2 separate regions of the Mus musculus genome follow, and region 2 is linked to region 1. A link is a contact called in public HiChIP or PLAC-seq data. All regions are on one chromosome and are shown on one strand. The core of a region is the stretch at or near the end of the contact, and the rest is flanking DNA. Distances in the headings are between cores, read along the strand shown.

Evidence for each region. HiChIP or PLAC-seq counts read pairs in DNA pulled down with a chosen protein or histone mark.
Region 2: a contact with region 1 is called in an H3K27ac HiChIP or PLAC-seq map of embryonic stem cells, with 8 read pairs. The contact joins the promoter of 4933406J09Rik here to the enhancer-like site in region 1. A contact is called at or near these places in 1 of 39 promoter capture datasets (macrophages), 1 of 484 Hi-C or Micro-C datasets (epidermal suprabasal cells), 2 of 115 datasets of contacts at active chromatin or transcription factors (both in embryonic stem cells) and 1 of 9 other capture datasets (adipose tissue).

Annotation. Positions count from the first base shown.
Region 1 is chr6:134,348,883-134,352,757 of GRCm38.p6, forward strand. The region is part of intron 3 of 4933406J09Rik (RIKEN cDNA 4933406J09 gene); the gene reads right to left. Among named protein-coding and RNA genes, the nearest start is that of Bcl2l14, 46 kb to the right of the region's middle. Within about 2 kb of position 1,324, at least 5 of the 459 cell types and tissues checked have an H3K27ac peak or open chromatin away from gene starts, as enhancers often do. A contact at or near this core is called in embryonic stem cells, where this site is marked.
Region 2 is chr6:134,402,150-134,405,716 of GRCm38.p6, forward strand. 4933406J09Rik (RIKEN cDNA 4933406J09 gene) reads right to left here and starts at 1,266. Exons shown (of 9, transcript NR_153848.1): 1 at 716-1,266. All of the region lies in intron 2 of Bcl2l14 (BCL2-like 14 (apoptosis facilitator)), which reads left to right.

The DNA of each region.
Region 1 (3,875 bases), core at 74-2,573:
TTCCGGGTTTACCCTCTGAAAACCCCCTATTCCACCCCCCACGCCGCTGCTCACCAACCCACCCACTTCTGCTTCCTGGCCCTGGCATTCCCCTACACTGGGGCATAGAACCTTTACAGAACCAATGGCCTCTCCTCCCATTGATGACCGACTAGGCCATCCTCTGCTGCATATGCAGCTGGAGCCATGAGTCCAATCATGTGTACTCTTTGATTGGTGATTTCGTCCCTGGAAGCTCTGGGGGTACTGGATAGTTCATATTGTTGTTCCTCCTAGGAGGGCTGCAAACCCCTTCAGCTCCTTGTGTCCTTTCTCTAGATCCTCCTTTGGAGAGCCTGTGCTCAATCTAATGGATGGCTGTGAACATCCACTTCTGTATTTGTCAGGCACTGGCAGAGCCTCTCAGGAGACAGCTATATCAGGCTCCTGTCAGCAAGCACTTGTTAGCATCCACAATAAGTGTCTGGGTTTGGTGATTGTATATAAGATGGATCTCCAGGTAGGGCTGTCTCTGGATGGTCATTCCTTCAGTCTCTGCTCCACACTTTTGTCTCTGTAACTCCTTCCATGTGTATTTTGTTCCCCCTTACAAGAAGGATTGAAGTGTCCACACTTTGGTCTTCCTTCTTCTCAAGTTTCATGTGGTTTGTGAACTGTATCTTGGGTAGTCTGGGCTAATATCCCCTAATCAGTGAGTGCATATCATGTGTGTTCTTTTGTGATTGGGTTACCTCACTCTGGATGCTATTTTCTTGTGTTTCGGTAAATCTCCAACCCAAATAAGCCCCAGCAATGAAAACGACTCAGTTAATATGAATACATGCTGTGCACCTAGGTCCAGCAGATCTACCACTACATACCATCTTCCACGTCTATGAGACCCCTTAGAACTTGCCGTATCTCCAGGCCACGTGCTTCTGCTCTGCTTTTCTTCTTCTTCCTCTCCTCTGCGTCCTCTCTATCTCCCATTTTCTCCTTCTTCTCCTTCTCCCCCTTCTGCCCCTCCTTCCCTTCATCTGCCCAGTCATCAGCTCTCCTTTATTTTACAAATTAAGGTGGGAAGCAGGTTTACAGGAAATCACCTGAGCGCTGACTCATTCCTTGTTTGTGACCCCTCACAGGAGGAATAAACATCAAACATAATTAGCCCCAAAACTATCCACAACATTCTAGTTTCATCCATTTGCCTAAGAATTTCATAAATTCACTGTTTTTAATAGCTGAGTAGTACTCCATTGTGTACATGTACCACATTTTCTGTATCCATTCCTCTGTCGAGAGGAATCTGGCAGAAGAGCATTCCTAAACAGAGCAGGCATCAGTCGCTAACCTCTGTTTTGGAAAGAGTCTATCATGGGAGGGGAGTATGACAGCAGGATCAGAGAGCAGAGAGGTCACTTCTTCAGCTGCTGCAAACACAAAGCTTAAGATCACACTGAACTGAAGCAAGGCCATGGCTCCTCAAGTACCTGAGCCAGTATGGGACATTCTCACTCAAACCACTTAGTGTCACCTTAACTTAAAAAACATCAGATAAAATGTTCTGGATAGCTTGAGGAAAGGCACAAAGAGACAGAGAACACATGATTGTCATCTGTGTCCTTTAGAGACCAAAGACAGAGAGACAGAAATGATGAGAAAGACGCTTAATTTTTTCCCTTTCTTTTTCATGTTTCTGCAGATTTACATTATTTTTTCTAGAGATTTACATTTTTTTTTAATTATGTGTATGTGAGTGTCCATCCTTGTGGTCAGAAGAGGGTATTGGATTCCCCCAAAGCTAGAGCTGTAGGAAGGTGTGAGACATGGGTGCTGGGAATCAAACTCAGATCCTCTGAAAGAGCAGCTAGCGTTCGTAGCCACTGAGTCATCTCTCCAGCCTCCACATTGCTAATCTAGAAATGTAGGCTCTTAAGAGCTTCTTAAACTGGAGACATTTATTCCCTGTGTATTCTCTTCCCTCTGGATTGGCAGACTCAAAATTCCGACTTCTTCCAGGAAGCTGGCTGACTTCATTCTCTGCTTGGAAAATTATGGCCAATAAATACTTCAGATAGCCCGATGCTTTGATAAATGAATATTTTTACATTTTCATTTCTTTGAGATTGTTACAGTGTGGTCATGCCCTCCTGAGCCTATCCAGACAGAGCATGTCTGTGGAAATCAAGCTGGGCCATCATTTTATCCAAAAACTCTAAGAAGGATTTTTAAACGTACACTATTGTAATTTATTTTTAACTAATACTTATAATTTTGTTATTTCTTTTTATAGATTAGTACTATGTTTACATTACCCCCCATTCTCCTCCACCTGACTCTTTCTATGTCCCCTTCAGTCTTCTCAAATGTGTGTACTCTCTTACTCTGCAATTACTATTGTTGCATGTAAATTAATGAATACAACCTGCTGAGTCCATTCAGCTCCGATGTACAAGTGTTTAGGGATGACTGCCTGGGACTGGATTACTTCTCGGGGACTCGTCTCAAGAGCAGACTCATTCTCCCTCTCAGTGGTCATTAATTGTCTAAAGCTCTTTATATAGGGGGTGAGAAGAAGGCCAACTCTGTAGATCAGACTTGGCAAGGACAAGAGAACGTCCCCAAAAGGGAATACTGGATGGTGGCTTGAGACCCACTTGCTTTGCCTTGATGTTCCCCTCCAAAATTCAAGCTTGAAACTTTTGTTTTCTGAGACAAGGTCTCACTATACAGCCCAGGCTGGTCTAGAACTGGTTTGAAGTCCAGATGACCTCAAATTCTCCACCCTCCGGTGCAGCCTCTCCAGTGCTGGCATTATGAGTATGCACCATCACATTTGGCTGTGTTGGAAATTTCATCCTTGGTGTCTAAGTGTTGACAGATGGGGCTTCAGATATCCTCAAATGAATTAAGGCCATTATCAAGATATGCATTCTCTCTCTCTCTCTCTCTCTCTCTCTCTCTCTCTCTCTCTCTCTCTCTCTCTCTCTCATTCATTCCCCAAACAGACCTCTGTAACAGATGTGGAGACAATGCCAGTTACATTTAAATTGTACCTATAAGCCCCGGGGCCACCAGATCTAGGCTCTGGGCCACTTTCCTGTCAAGGAGAAACTCAGAATGCATACATAGGAAGGTCTGGCTTTCCCAAAGGTTGGTTGAAAACCAAGTTAAATCTTCCTTCTCCTCTCCTCCAGAGTGAGATTTCTGGAGGCAGCTTTGTGTGTGCTATTGAAGCACAGGGAGGCATACTGGCTCAGGGACTTCCTGGCCTCTCAGACACACAACAGTATTTAGCTCATCAGATGTCCCCATTTTAACATGTGCCCATGCCCAAACCATCAGAGCTCTCAGCTTTCTATTTCCTTCCAGTCCCTGATGAAGACACAGGAGCCACAATGTGTCTGATGATGACTTTAACAACCGGGAGCCTGGCAGTGTTCACACTTCTTGTGGGATAATAGGAAAACTTTAGGCCATTTGATTTGGTAATTTCTGAAAAATCAGAGAAAAATGATTTTTGCTCCCTATCCCTGAGAAAGGGACAAATATAATATCATTATTCACCTGCAGGATGTCATACTTTTAGAAGGGTCTTGACCACTATTAAAGACTTTTTTTCCCACAGGAAGATGAGGGAGGCAGCCTCCGACCAGAGCTCCTCTTGATTAATTATCTCTTACTTAGGGTCTAGTAGCCGAGTCCCCCTGTTGTGGCAGCTGTGAGGCCACTCTCACTATGGGCTGTAATCCTGGCACAGGCACATGGCAGATGCTGGCGTCTCAGGGAAAGCCATGAGACAGCAAGGCTTCCCATCTCTATCAGCTCTACAGTTGTTTGGTCCAACTGAGTGACAGTAGTAGCTCATGTAAGCAAAGAGAATGAAATTAGAGTAA
Region 2 (3,567 bases), core at 16-2,515, 53 kb after region 1:
CTGTGGTCCATATCCCTCCCCAAACTCCTCTTCCCATCATCTGTGAATTCATCACTACCCAAGTCAATCATAAAAAAAATGTCAAACAGATTCGAGGACAGTGCTCAAAGGTGAATTTCAAACCTCCCACTGTATATTTGCTGGTTATTCACAGTCAGGGGTGAGGCATTTTTCACAGAATGTTGGACTTGTTGCCCACACTCAGACACCCAAGCCAGTGCAAGCCAATGGTTCTTATTCCACACCTGCACACATCACACTCTGGGTAGCAATGAGAAGCCACCCGAGGAGTTTTACATCTATACCTGTTTTGTCATTGTCCAACTCATCCCCGTGCACATCCTGAGACCTTTGACCCCTAGTTATAGAACATGCATTGCAAATGTTCTTCCCTAACTCTGGGATTTTGTTCTCTGGGTGGTGTAAGAGTTGAACTCAGTGTCTCAGATACACTAGGCAGGCACTCTGCCGCTGAGCTAGCCCCAGCCCTCCTCACAGAACACACGAAACTCACTCATCCTCCATATAACTATCCTCTAATAACTCAGTTGTTTAGTGTGAGGCTTCTGAACTGCCAACTCCCCAACACTGTGAAGGTCAGCCCGCTCCTCCAACACCTCTCGACAGTAACCCATTCTTGGTTTATTTTCTATGGCTGCGATAAAGCCGGCATGACCAAGAGCAGCCTAGAGAAGAAAGGGTTAATTTGACTTACCATGACCTGATCGCTGAGGAAAGCCAAGGAAGGGATCTGGAGGCAGAAACTGAAGCGGAGACCTGAGAAACTGCCTTGTTCCCCACACCTTGCTCAGCTGGCTCTTTTCTGTAACAGAGGATCGCCTCTCCAGCTTGTCATGCGGCTTGTTCACATCTTCACAGATCAGGAAACAGAAAGCTCCTGTAGGAAATAGAGGCCCAAGGCCCGACCTGAATCCTTCTAAGGATTTCTTAACCTTCGAAAAACAGCGCCACCTACTGGGCACGAATGTTCAAGCACATGAGCCACGGAGGACACCAAACTTCACCTCCTTCGCATCCCTCATCCAGTCAGAGGCACAATGAGTAACAGAAATGACTCCAATGCATCCAAATGTGCCTCAGGCAACCAAGCCTATAGTCCAAGGTGAAGATTCGGTGGGGCTGAAAGCCAAAGAACTTAAATGATTTAACTAAGGGTTAAATTAATTTAAAGTAAAATCATATGTTGTAAAGAACTGGTGTCAGATTGGTCCCTTCAACATTCCACCGTGGATAGGGGAGGCTCCTGAGGCGTCCACCCACCCCACCCCACCCTGCCAAGGAGCTAGTGGCAGTTAACAGTTGCTGGGGTGAGGGTGCCATTTCTTCAGTGGTGTAGCCACTGGTAAGTTGCCCCTGCTTTAATTAAATGACCCACCCCATAGCCATGATCACACAAGCAGCCCTCGTGGGGCTAAAAAAGGCATGGGAAGAAGAAAGTCAATACAAGCGTGAGGGAGAACGGTAATAGGGTAAGACTATGACCACAATATGTTGTACACTCGTGTGAAAGTGTAAAAATAAATGTATTTGGCTTGACTGACACATTAAAAAGAGCTTATTTCAAATGCCTTCTGTAACACCGAACCGAAACCAATACAATATTCTCTCCGGTTTGAAGGAGACCTTCTAACACTAAGCATTTATAGTCAGATAAGGACTGCTGAGATGATGTACAAACAGGACAAACTGGAAAAGCTGCTCTCTGCAGGACAACAAAGGAACGCATTCTGCAGGAACCGGTTCTCGTTTTCATGGGAGGTATTGTGTTTACATTACCCTCATTTTCTACACATTAACTTGCATCTCCATAGACTTGCAATGTGGACGAATCTAGAGCACGCAAGGGTCAGGCCTCTAGGAACCAGACGGTTTCCAAACTCCCAACCACCCACTGAGGAGATATCACCAGGCTTTTACCTGTTTCAGACAGTGTAGTATTTTTCTGCTCCAGAGTCAAGTGGCAATGATCCTGGTTCTAGATAAGAAGACAAAGAGTTAATCAAAGACATCTAAATAGTGACAGGAAAGATAGTCAGGGTCTGGGCTCTATAGACAGACAGCCTGGGCTCTCTTCAACCTCAGCTTAGCCGCATATGTCACCTTAAGCAATTCGGTGCCTCGGTTTTCTTATCTGTAAGTTGGGCATAACTATAAACACTCTCTACACAGCTGAGTTTTAAGAAGAAGGAGAAGAAGAAGAAGAAGAAGAAGAAGAAGAAGGAGGAGGAGGAGGAGGAGGAGGAGGAGGAGGAGGAGGAGGAGGAGGAGAAGAAGAAGAAGAAGAAGAAGAAGAAGAAGAAGAAGAAGAAGAAGAAGAAGAAGAAGAAGAAGAAGAAGTGACTCCAAAAAATCCCAGCTATTGTAATGACACCTCTCTGCAGCCCGAGACTATGAAAACATGCTTCTGTTTATTTTTAAAGTTGATGACCGACTAGGTCGAGAAGTCTCTCTTGATGACCATAAATTCGACAAGATGGATGTTCGCTTTCTCCAAGTTTCTCATTGCCTCTCCTAGAGTAGACACAGACTCATTGTCAGTCAGGTGTAGACCAACATTTGCCCTCATGGCTTCCGGTAGAGGAAGAGGTGATATTAGCGTCAAGTCTGAGATGTTCTTAATTGTGGAGTCCTCAAAGGAAGTTGGGGATAGCTAAATCCACCACAATTCTATCCCGCCTCTGTGCCTGGACGACCCTGATGGAAGTTCAATGCTTCTGGCTCTGGCCTTGCCTCTTACTGCACCAGCAACACCATCACTGCTCAGCCTCAAACACAATTTTGGATTTACTGACAAGTATGGGGGTGGGGAGGCATCCCTCCCACATTCTCTTTCTGGGTTCTTCCATACTAAAAGATATAACTAACCAAAGAAAAATTAGTTTCGAGAAACATGCACTACACAGATTCCAGGAGAATTGAGTAGTGAAAAACCCTGTGTCTGAGCCAGATTTGGGGATGCGCATCAGGAAACGGAAGCAGGAAGATCACAAGTTCAAAGCCAGTGGAGCTACATAGCAAGACCTCATCACAAAAAACTAAAAGGAACTGGTTGTGGTGGCACACACCTTTGATCCCAGCACTTGAGAGGCAGGGGCAGCTGGATCTCTGTGAGTTTGAGGTCAGCCTGGTCTACAGAATGAGTTCCAGGTCAGCCAAAGCTACATTCACAGAGAAACCCTATTTAAAAAAACAAAAAAACAAAAAACAAAAAACAAAAAGATAAATAAGTAAATAAAAAGAAGAAAAGAAAAAGGAAAAACAACATAAACCCACAAGAGTCAAGAGTTTACATCACATCTTAACAACAAAAATAAAACCTATCAATTTGGAGGAACGTAGCAAGCAAAGGAGAAGGTTCTAGAATTTCAAGGGCAGCTGACTGTGGAAAAGCAGTGAAGTAAGAGCAGAGTGCACGTCAGCAGGGCCTGGTGCTGTCCTACCTAGACTGGTAACGACCAGTCTAGATCAGGTCCCAGTGAGAACCTTCCTGCCCTTCCTCACAGAGCGGGGAGGGAGAAGAATCTACCTGTGCCTGTTTTGTCAACT